Regions from separate parts of the Sus scrofa genome. Here regions 1 and 3 are each linked to region 2. Evidence: chromatin contacts called from public Hi-C and promoter capture Hi-C data. All regions are on one chromosome and are shown on one strand. The core of a region is the stretch at or near the end of the contact, and the rest is flanking DNA. Distances in the headings are between cores, read along the strand shown. Region 1 holds the start of FNIP1 (folliculin-interacting protein 1). Region 2 holds the start of HINT1 (histidine triad nucleotide-binding protein 1). Region 3 holds the start of CHSY3 (chondroitin sulfate synthase 3).

Region 1 (3,379 bases), core at 538-3,037, 620 kb after region 2:
GTAGTATTACACAACCATACAGAATACTTACATTTTCAAAAAACAGTTTTGTTTTGTTTTCAAAACAATGACTTGAGATGCTTGGAAACTTGGGTACCCCAAAGTGAATCTTTGCTCAGAAATAGAATGCCTCTTCAAATATTTTAATATCCCTCCTGAACTTACTTTCTACTGACCCTTGGCTTACTAGATGGCTCAATGTAGTATGATCTACACTGCACTTTCATTTTTCAAAATAAAAATACCAAAGAAATCTTTAAAGAAAGTCATTAGATGAACAGGGCAAGACATTTATTTCCCAGTAGAAAGGACCGAAAGCTAGATAACTGTCTTTTCGAAGCACCGTTCCAAGATGTTCACCATTTACATTTTTCTTCCTCTAAAAGTCAAACTTCTTTCCATTTAATACCTCAATTTTACTTTACTGAATATGTATTAATGGGACCTGTATTACCGAGAGTGAATAATTTTAGGATTATCAAAACCTTTTAAACCAGTGTGGTGCAGTCATTTTAGACTGTGGGTGTTGCAAAATTTAACAGATGTTCATTTTTTCCTACTACTACTGTACAACTGGGCTCTTTGCTACCCTACCAAGATTGAGTGATATTTGACATTTAGCCTAGTTACATTCACAAGCTTTCACACGGCAACAAGTATGAAGGCTGTTTGGAAGACATAATCTCATCTTCAAAAGAAGTTTCGAAACTAAATTTTACCTGGAATTCAGGCTTATTATTAAGTCTTACAATTTTAAAGTTTTCCTATCAGCAACAGGTACTGCAACCAAAAATTAACAAAGCCTGTAATACCACAAAATATGTCGCTATCAGTCTCAATCTTTAAAGACTCATTTTTAGTAACAGTCTCAAGAGGATGGTCAATTCTATGGCTGTGCTTCATTTGATTTAGCGCAGCCTCATTCTGGTCAGTAATAACCACAACCTCTGAGGTTTCACGTATCTCCCTCCTTCGGTAACATTAGGGCCACTAGGTCCGGTATCTACACACCTTCAATTTAGGTTTACAAGAAATGCGAAAGAATGGCAGCTTGTCTACTGAAACAGCCTACTCTAAACTCGGAAGGTTGGCCAAAACGTGCCGCTCTCTCCACGACAGCAACCAAACTGGAATGGAGCACCCAGAGGACGACTGGGCACGGGGAGGAGGGGAGAACTACTCCGCCCGGAGGACGGCGGCTGAGGTCCAATCCAGCCCGCGCCCAACTCTACGCGCCTCCAGGAAGGCGTGTGGACCCTAAGCTCAGCCGCGATGCTCGGTCCTGTGGGGCAGACCCGCGAGCGGCTGACGAGCAAGGCGTAAACAAACCCACCCGGACGAAGAGGAAGGGGCAGCCATGGGGTTGGGGGGTTGGGGAGAAAGGAGCTCGCTCGAACACTCCAGCACAAAGCTGCTCGGCCCCTCCCGACCGCCGGCTCAGATCCCGGTCCTGGCGCGGCGCTACCGCGCGAGCGTGAACACCGAAAGCCCCAGCACCTCTGGAAGCCGAGGCCACCAGGCCATCGGCCTCGCGCCCCTCGCCCTGCAGTGCCTACCTGAACGCACAATCCGGGTCTCTTGCATCCCGACCAGACGCCCCCAGGCCGTTCCTCTTGCTGAAGAGCTTCTGGAACAGCGTAGGAGCCATGGTGGCCACGGCCAGGCCAGGGTCGCTCCTCAAGGCTCTCGCCAGGCCCCTGCTCCTAGAGCTGCCCCGCCACCCCCATAGGCGCCTCAGTCATATGACAGAAATTAGTCACTTCAAACGGCCACGGCGCGCGGGGCGGGGCGAGAGGCAAGGCCTGCGCCCATTGGCTGGCAGTGAGCCGCATCACGTGGCGGCGCGCAGAGCAGGGTGCAAGGCGGGGGCGCGGGGCGGGGCTGGCGTCCATAGGCTGGCGTCCGAATAGCCTCCCGTGGCAGCTCAAGAGGCGGGGCGTGCGTGGAGCGGGGCGTGCGCGGAGGGGAGGGGCGGGGAACGGACGGGTGGTTGGGGAAGTGAAGGAGGTGTGTGCGCGGGTCCCGGTTCTACTCAGTGAAGCTCTCGGTTGCTACCTGAGGCTACGGCAGGGTGTCGCCGGGACGACGCCAGGCATTTTGGAGCGCAGAGGTTCTCCGCACCCACGACAAAGAGAGATTTAGGGCACCACGAGTACTCGACCCTCCCCCGCCATCTCCTCCTTGGCCTTTGCGGCTTCACACCTCCATCTGCTCCTGGCAGAGTACCGCGGCCCCCGGAGCAGACAAGGCGCGAGAGCGTACCCTTGGCCCCCACCCCCGCACGGCCTGGACTTTAAACCCAGGGCCGTAGGCCCTACCGTGCTGGGCCGCGAGAGGTATGAGCTCAGAGCTCGATAGCGCCGGGCTGGCTTATGCAGTCCACTTGAGGACCCTGCTAAGACACTCGCCAAAGCCAGTACTCCCCGCAGAAACGGCCTGGGCAAGAAACTGCCCGCATCGGCCCTCCGTGTTTCCAATAGCTTCTCGAACGCTGATGTACCAGGAATTAGCCTCTTGGAAGAGCTGGCCATAGAGGCTCAGGATTTAGGCTCAATCTTAATATCTAGGTATGGAGAGAGAGTGCAACTGTGGAATTTGAACAAATGAGTTTAATAGGAGGAACCCTTTCAAAAGAAAAACATTGCTCATAGATGATCTTACAATCTAATAAGTAGGTTAATCCAAAATTTATCAGGGTTTGGGTCATATTGCTCTTAGATGTTTTCAACACCACTATTCATTCACCTGCTGCCCCTCCAGGATAAGGAATTTTGTACCGCGGGGTGGCAATTCTCTGACAGGGATGTCAGGAAACTACTGCTATGTGGTTTGGAAGGTTAGCTTAAAATAGTTGAGAATTTCATTTTAGGCATACAAATCAAATTGTCTCTTCAAGTGGCTACTAACTCGCACTGATTTGCAGCTATAGTTTATTCTATAAAATAGGTGATCTTATATAGAATGAAGAAAATAATAGGCAGAACATCTCAAAGAATTTCAGTGGTCATATAACATAACATGCTGTTTCAATGTTACAAGAATTTTAAAAGCACTATTTATAAGTGATTAAGAAATTAATTTTGATGGATGCCCACATTCTCCACCCCACCCCACCCCAAAAAAGGGAGTTGCCATTGTGGCTCAGCATGTTAAGAATCCGACTAGTATCCATGAGGATTTGGGTTCCATCCCTGGCCTCACTCAGTGGGTTAAGGATCCCGGCAGGGGCAAGCTGCAACATAGGTGGCAGATGTGCCTCAGATCTGGCATTGCTGTGGCTGTGGTGTAGGCTGGCTGCTGCAGCTCCAATTGCAACCCTAGCCAGAGAACTTCTATATGCTGCAGGTACAGCCCTAAAAAGACTAGCAATATAATTTAT
Region 2 (3,200 bases), core at 67-2,566:
TTATACAAGATGTCTCCAGGTCAAATCAACTCGTCCTTTCTAAAACAATTTCACCTACAGCCAGGTCAACAAAAACTCTATCTTCAATCTCTTGGCATAAAACCGCTTCCTGTAAACCATAAAAGGAGCCATTCTTCCAGGGAGGGGCCAAAGGAAAGCAAATCCCAGTTGCAGGCCCACTGTCGCCTCCGGAGTCCGCGGCGGGTCGGGGGTGGGAGGGCGCTGGCCAGCCCTCGCCCAGGCCCAGCTCGTCCGCGCCCTCCGCAGCCCCCAGGCCTGGCGCCCAGGCCGCCTAGCGCAGAGCCGCGGAGCGGCGCCCGGGAGAGCTGGGCAGGCCGGCTGTGCGCGGGAGATCGCGGAGATTGGGCCCGAGTCAAGGAGCGATCGGGTTTCTCCCTGTCAGGCAGAGCGCGGGCGAGATTGTCAGATTCCTGACACAGGCGAGGTCCGAGGCCCAGGGGGAGCTGGCTGGCGCCCACGCGGAGGACCCCGCGCGCGCCCCCCGCACGCGCCCAGACCCCGCCATGTGGGCCCGCGGGTGCCGGCGGCCCGGCCCGCGCCCGGGGCTGATAACGCGTAACCGGAGCGCCGGCACGCGCCGGCCGGCCGCCTAGGAGCCACCGGGCCCTGCCCGCTGGCTGGGGGCCCGCGGCCCAGGCCGCGCGAGGCAGCCGGGTGCCTTCCCTTCTCCGTGGCGCCCCCGACCCTTCCCTTCTTTTCCCTCGGAGGAAACCCGCGTGTCCACGGGCGCCTGTCTCGCCTCAGCCCACGAGCAAGGCAGCGCCGGGTGCCTACCTGGTCATCCTCATAAATGATTTTGGCTGGGATTTCCTTGCGAATGATCTTCCCGAAGATCGTATCGCCACCAGGCCGGGCGGCCTGAGCCTTGGCGATCTCATCTGCCATCTCGGCCTCCCTCCCGCGCTGCCGGTCGGGGAGAAGGTCCGAGGAGGGAGGAGCCGGCGGTTCCCGCAGAGGGCGGGAGAGCAAACGCCCCAGCACCTCCTGCGCGTGCGCACTGCTGACCCGCGCTGGGGTGCGGCGGCGGTGCCGGAGCCTTAGGGCCACCGTGGGGCGAGGCGGCGACGGGGAGGTTCCGTAGCCAAGGCTCCCGGGGGCCGCGGCGAGGCCGTTTTTCCTCCTTCCTTTCTTGTCTCTCGGAGAGTGGAGTTACTGCTGTAAGCTCTGCACTTGCCGTATGGACGCTTGTAGGAAAAATTGGGTAGTGTAACTGAAAAGATTTGATAACTCAAGCAGTGCTGGCCGTTTTTGCTGGCGGGGACACCATGATACTTCATTCCTCAGGTGCATAGGTCTTGACTAGGAGGTACGCCCTCCCGCGTCAATTTTTTTTTTTTTTTTTTTTTTCCTCTAGCCGTGGTTCACAGCCTTGACTGCATGTCCACATCATTTGGGAATCAAGTAAAAAAAAAAAAAATCACCTGAACTTGGCCACACCCCAGATCAGTTAAATCAGACTCTGGGGGTGAGCCCCAGGCATTGTTAGTAAACGTCCTTGACTGTTCTGCAAAGAATATTTCCCACCAGTAATCGACATAATGTAAGAGGCCCCACCTAAAAGGAACAAAATCTTTAACCCTATATCCCCCTCCGTAGCTTTGCTTCTTTTAAAAATAATTTTTGTATATTGTGTCCACTTTATCTTCCTTTTTTGAAGCCATTTGTCTCTTGTCAATGTCACTAAAGACCTTCACTTACAAAATTCTTTAGGCGATTCCACTCAGCCTCTTGGTAGCATTTATTACTGTTGACCATTCCCTCTTTTCAGCAGTAGTCCTTCACTCTCCTTCCTCTCTGGATGCTGTTTCTCCTTCAGAGTGAGCCTTCTATTCCAGAGCTCCTAATGAATTCCATTCTTGGCTCTCTAACAGTTAATCCCCAAGTGTCCTTATTATGAAAAAGTATACTTTCACCACTTTTTCTTCATAGAGGCCCCCTTTAATCACAAAACTGTGTCCCATTTGGTACTTTTTGTATCAAAGACATTCACCAGGGCAATTGGTGAAATATAAATAATGCTTACAAATTGGGAAATAGTTTCGAAAGATGTTAACTTCCCCAATATACCCACAGGAAAATTATCAAAATCAGTTGATCTAGGGTGAGGCCCTATATTTTAGGTCTCTAACAGTTTCCAGGTGATACAGCTGCTGCTAGCCCAGGAACTGTGCTTTGAGAACCACTGATGTAAAAGGATTGTCATTTTTGTAGGAATAAACCCACTGAATAATATATGAGTAGAGAAGTATCATATCTGCAATTCACTTTCACACAGTGAAGAGATTCCCCCCCAAAATGTCAACATAGAAAAAAGCAGAGCAGTAAAAAAGGATAAAGCAACTGTAATAAAAATTTTAACATTAGGGGAAACTGAGTGAACGGTGTATGCAAATTCAGTTATTCTTGCAACTTTTCTGTAAGCCTGAAATTGTCAAAATTAAAAATTGAAAAGAATATGTATCGGTTTGGGCAATAAATAATATGGTCATTTTTCGCTAAGTCAGAGGCTTTATCATCTGCAGATCGAGGACTCTCCAGTATTTATCTCCCAACCTGCCTCTCCCCTTAATTCCAGATTGGTGTATGATACATGTTTCTGCCTACTTACTACCTTCAGTGGGATATCTACCAGGCACTTCAAATTTATTTTTACTTCTTCCACAACAATCAGCCTCTTCCTGCAGCATACAACATCAACTATAATACTATGCACCAAATTGCCAAGGCAAAAGCCTTGAAATCATCCTTACCTCTTTTCGTGGATTTTTAGCACATATGAATCTAATCCCTTTTCACCTCCTCTACTCATACCACCCTAATCCAAGTCACTATCATATCTCACCTAGTGTACTTCAAAAGCCTCCCAGTTTGCTTATCTGCTTCCACTATAGTCAGTTTGCCATACAGCACCCAAAATTATTTTTATAAAGTACAAATCATAATTTCACTCATGCTGGTAGGGATTTTATCACAGAATTCAATGTAAAATCCTTGCCATGGCTTTTAGGGCTCATGAATGTTCAGTTCCATGGCTGCATTTCCTTCCATTTCATCCTTATTGACCAGCTTCACCCAAGCTGGGTATGGAAGGCAGAAGATTCCCAGGTCCTAATCTCTGGAACCTGTGAATATGTTACTTTACATGGTAAAGGGATGGGCAGGTATGATTAAGTTAAGGG
Region 3 (3,270 bases), core at 548-3,047, 940 kb before region 2:
CGTGCTCATGCACAGCCAGTTATTGGTGTGGAAAGAACCACCCCTCCAAGGGCTCCAGGCAGGCCCACTGTTCCAAGGACGCTGCCAGCACCTTGCTGGATCAAGCCCTATGTCTAATGCCATTCAATACCATCCCTTTGCGTTTGATGCAGAAAACAGAAGACTGAAATCTGAAGAGCAAAGAGTTTGGGATGGCAAATGCACCTCAGATTGTAGTTAGTATCACAGCTTCTGGAGAGAAAGCTTTTAAATGCCCCCTTCTTCAAAATGTCACATAGCTTCAGGTAATGTCTTCATATATAACTTTCAGTGATTTTGGCCAAGACAATTTAACCTTTTTTTGAGATTCTTTTGCTGGAGATTTTCTTCCTCCCTAATTGGAGAGGTAAAACATTTCCTGTCATTGCCTTAGAAAAGAAAATGCTTTATAGGCAAGACCAAAAACTACATTTTCTATTTCATTTTCTGGTTAAGTTTAGTTGTTTGGGGGGAATAAGAATTTTCTTGGTATGAATCTTCCAGGCATTGGCTCTGTGTGCTCCCATTTCTCCATCATTTGCCAATCCTACTGAACTAGTCTCTACCAAGACTGAAAATAGTTCGTGGTTCTCACTTTTAGACTAGAAACCAATGGAGAACTGGGTGCAGGATGGGGGTGGGAAACCGCGAGGCAGCCCCGCGTGTCCCAGCTCAACAGGTGGGGAACATGAAATTTTTATTTTCTTTGAGGATTAAGCTCCTGCTCACTGTGACCACCTCTAGCCTTTCGATAGGTATTTCCAAGCCCTCCGCGATTTTCTTAGAAGAGACACAGAGTGATCATGGTGCTTCTACGTAAGACTGGGGAGTAGTGGTGAAAGTGGTGAAGGATGCTAGCAGGGACTGAGGAGTTGGTACAGCTGGGTGGAGAGGTGCTAGAGTAAGACAGATGGTTTCCTGAGCAGTGAGCGCAGAAGGAGTGGAGAGAGAAGACACGAAGTGGCAGCCTGTAGAGAAACGCGAAAAGGACCGAAAACGCGAAGAGAGGAACCTGGGAGGGGCAGGATGGGGAAGGGTCACGCCGGGACGTAACCAGCTGTGGGCAGGGGGAGGCAAGCTGGGAGGGAGATGCGGGCGCTCGTCGGGGGCTCTGGGACCCGAGCTCCGCCGATGAGGTCAGTGGAGCCGACGTGCTGGGAGGAGGGCAGCGGAGCCCCCGGACGCGGGTGTTGCTAGGCTGGCGGAGGGGCGGGACGGGACGGGAAATGGGATGGAGAACTGGGGCCGCGGGAGGAGGAACGAGGGGGCGTCGGCGTTGGAAGCCGGAGGCGGCCCGACCGGGATCATTTCCTTCCGGAGAGTAGGCCGGCTCTGGACCGAGGCGCGGGCCGGGGGCGTCCGAGGGCGGGTGACGGGGAAATACCGCGGCCCGCGCTTCCCCCAGGTTGGCAGCGGCGGTGCTCGTGGCTCCTCCTTCGGGCCAGTCCGGAGCTTGGCGGCGGGGGGAGCGAGGGCGGGGGCTCGGGAAGGAGGGAGAGGAGGGAGGGACCAGGCGCGCCAGTGACAGGGTGGCAGCCTAGGAGCGGACGCGTTGCTGCCGCCGCTCCACCTCCTCCTCCTTCTGCAGCTCCTCTTGCTGCCGCCGCCGCCAACGCCGCCGCCGGGAGAAGTTTCACTCCCGACCCTCCTCGCTCAGAACACGGACCCAGAGCGGAGCGGGGAGCGCGGCTGACAGCCGCAACCCACCGCGGGCTAGGCGCCGGGAGCGCTGCGACCCCGAGCCGGGGTCGGCGCCTGGGCGGCGGGCAGCGGCTGGGGCTGGGGGCGTTGAGGCGGAGGAGGGGCGGGTGTGAACCGACAGACCCGTGCGCCGCGCCGCAGCCACTCAGCGAGCGTCCGCGCCCGGGGCAACCGCGATGGCCGTGCGCTCCCGCCGCCCGTGGATGAGCGTGGCATTGGGGTTGGTGCTGGGTTTCACCGCCGCGTCCTGGCTCATCGCCCCCAGAGTGGCCGAGCTGAGCGAGAGGAAGAGACGCGGTTCCAGCCTCTGCTCCTACTACGGCCGCTCCGCCGCTGGCCCCGGCGCGCAGCAGCCGCTCCCCCAGCCTCATGCGCGGCCGTGGCCGGAGCAGTCGCCGCCCCCAGCGCGCCAGGAGCTCCAGGGGCCGCAGCTGCCTGAAGCAGCGCCCGGGGGAACCAATTTTCGGAGCAGCCCCTGGCAGCAGCTACCTCCGCTGCAGCAGCGGCGACGAGGACGCGAGTCGGGAGGCGCGACGGGGCTCCCCGGAGCCCCGGTGGCCGAAGGGGAACCCGAGGAGGAGGACGGGGGTGCGGCCGGGCAGCGGAGAGGCGGCCGGCCCGGGAGTAGCCACAACGGCAGCGGGGACGGGGGCGCCACCGCCCCGAGCTCCCGACCCCGGGATTTCCTATACGTGGGGGTGATGACCGCGCAGAAGTACCTGGGCAGTCGCGCGCTGGCGGCGCAGCGGACCTGGGCGCGCTTCATCCCCGGCCGCGTGGAGTTCTTTTCCAGCCAGCAGCCTCCCAACGCCGGTCTTGGCCAACCCCCGCCACCCCTGCCTGTCATCGAGCTACCTGGGGTGGACGACTCCTACCCTCCCCAGAAAAAGTCCTTCATGATGATCAAGTACATGCACGACCACTACCTGGACAAGTATGAGTGGTTTATGCGCGCCGACGACGATGTCTACATTAAAGGTGACCTCCCAGCACTGGCTGTCCCGCCTCCCCGCCTTCCCAACTCCTTTCTCTGCAACCAGCCCCATTCCCTGCCCAGCCTCAATCCCTGCCAGCCCCTCTCTGCTTCTCTGCCAGCATGTGCTCCCGGCTCCTGCAGCCCCCAACCGGTCGCCCCCACCGCTCGCGTCCGCCCACCATTTCTGGTCCGCTCCTCCTCCTCTCCTGCGGTCTGGACCCTTCTCACACCTGCCCCGCTCTTTTTGCCTTCCTCATTCTTGCCGTTCCTGTTAACGCCCATCCCTCGCTCCTACTCTTTTTCGTGTAGGAAGGTGAGGAAAGGGACCTCAGGGTTAAACCTGAGGCTCTTCCCACTCCACCCTGCTCTGAAAGCCCGCGGTGGTGGTAGTTTCCCCACATCGGTCCGGAGGGGCGTGTCCTCAGTGGCGAAAGGGCGGATGGAGGATGCAGGCGAGAGCCAGACTGGAGATCGGTGATCTTGCTTATTCCCCTACCCTTTTGCTTTAACTGGATCTAGCACAGTTTCGGAACTGGTGAGATCGAGGAATCATTTTCGCTGTCCCACCCCCTTCC

What was found. Promoter capture Hi-C pulls out the DNA fragments that hold promoters and counts their contacts. A called contact is a pair of places that touch in the nucleus more often than the background predicts.
Region 1: a contact with region 2 is called in a Hi-C map of alveolar macrophages, with 2.6 times the contacts expected there. The contact joins the promoter of FNIP1 here to the promoter of HINT1 in region 2. A contact is called at or near these places in 1 of 5 promoter capture datasets (liver), 4 of 47 Hi-C or Micro-C datasets (alveolar macrophages, embryonic fibroblasts, heart right ventricle and 1 more) and 1 of 2 datasets of contacts at active chromatin or transcription factors (alveolar macrophages).
Region 3: a contact with region 2 is called in a promoter capture Hi-C map of fetal skeletal muscle, with 8 times the contacts expected there. The contact joins the promoter of CHSY3 here to the promoter of HINT1 in region 2. A contact is called at or near these places in 1 of 5 promoter capture datasets (fetal skeletal muscle), 1 of 47 Hi-C or Micro-C datasets (heart right ventricle) and 1 of 2 datasets of contacts at active chromatin or transcription factors (skeletal muscle).

Annotation. Positions count from the first base shown.
Region 1 is chr2:134,091,621-134,094,999 of Sscrofa11.1, forward strand. FNIP1 (folliculin-interacting protein 1) reads right to left here and starts at 1,788. Exons shown (of 18, transcript XM_021085414.1): 1 at 1,557-1,788. The coding sequence starts at 1,648.
Region 2 is chr2:133,474,497-133,477,696 of Sscrofa11.1, forward strand. HINT1 (histidine triad nucleotide-binding protein 1) reads right to left here and starts at 1,317. Exons shown (of 3, transcript XM_005661623.3): 1 at 796-1,317. The coding sequence starts at 906.
Region 3 is chr2:132,534,288-132,537,557 of Sscrofa11.1, forward strand. CHSY3 (chondroitin sulfate synthase 3) reads left to right here and starts at 1,798. Exons shown (of 3, transcript XM_021084739.1): 1 at 1,798-2,697. The coding sequence starts at 1,896.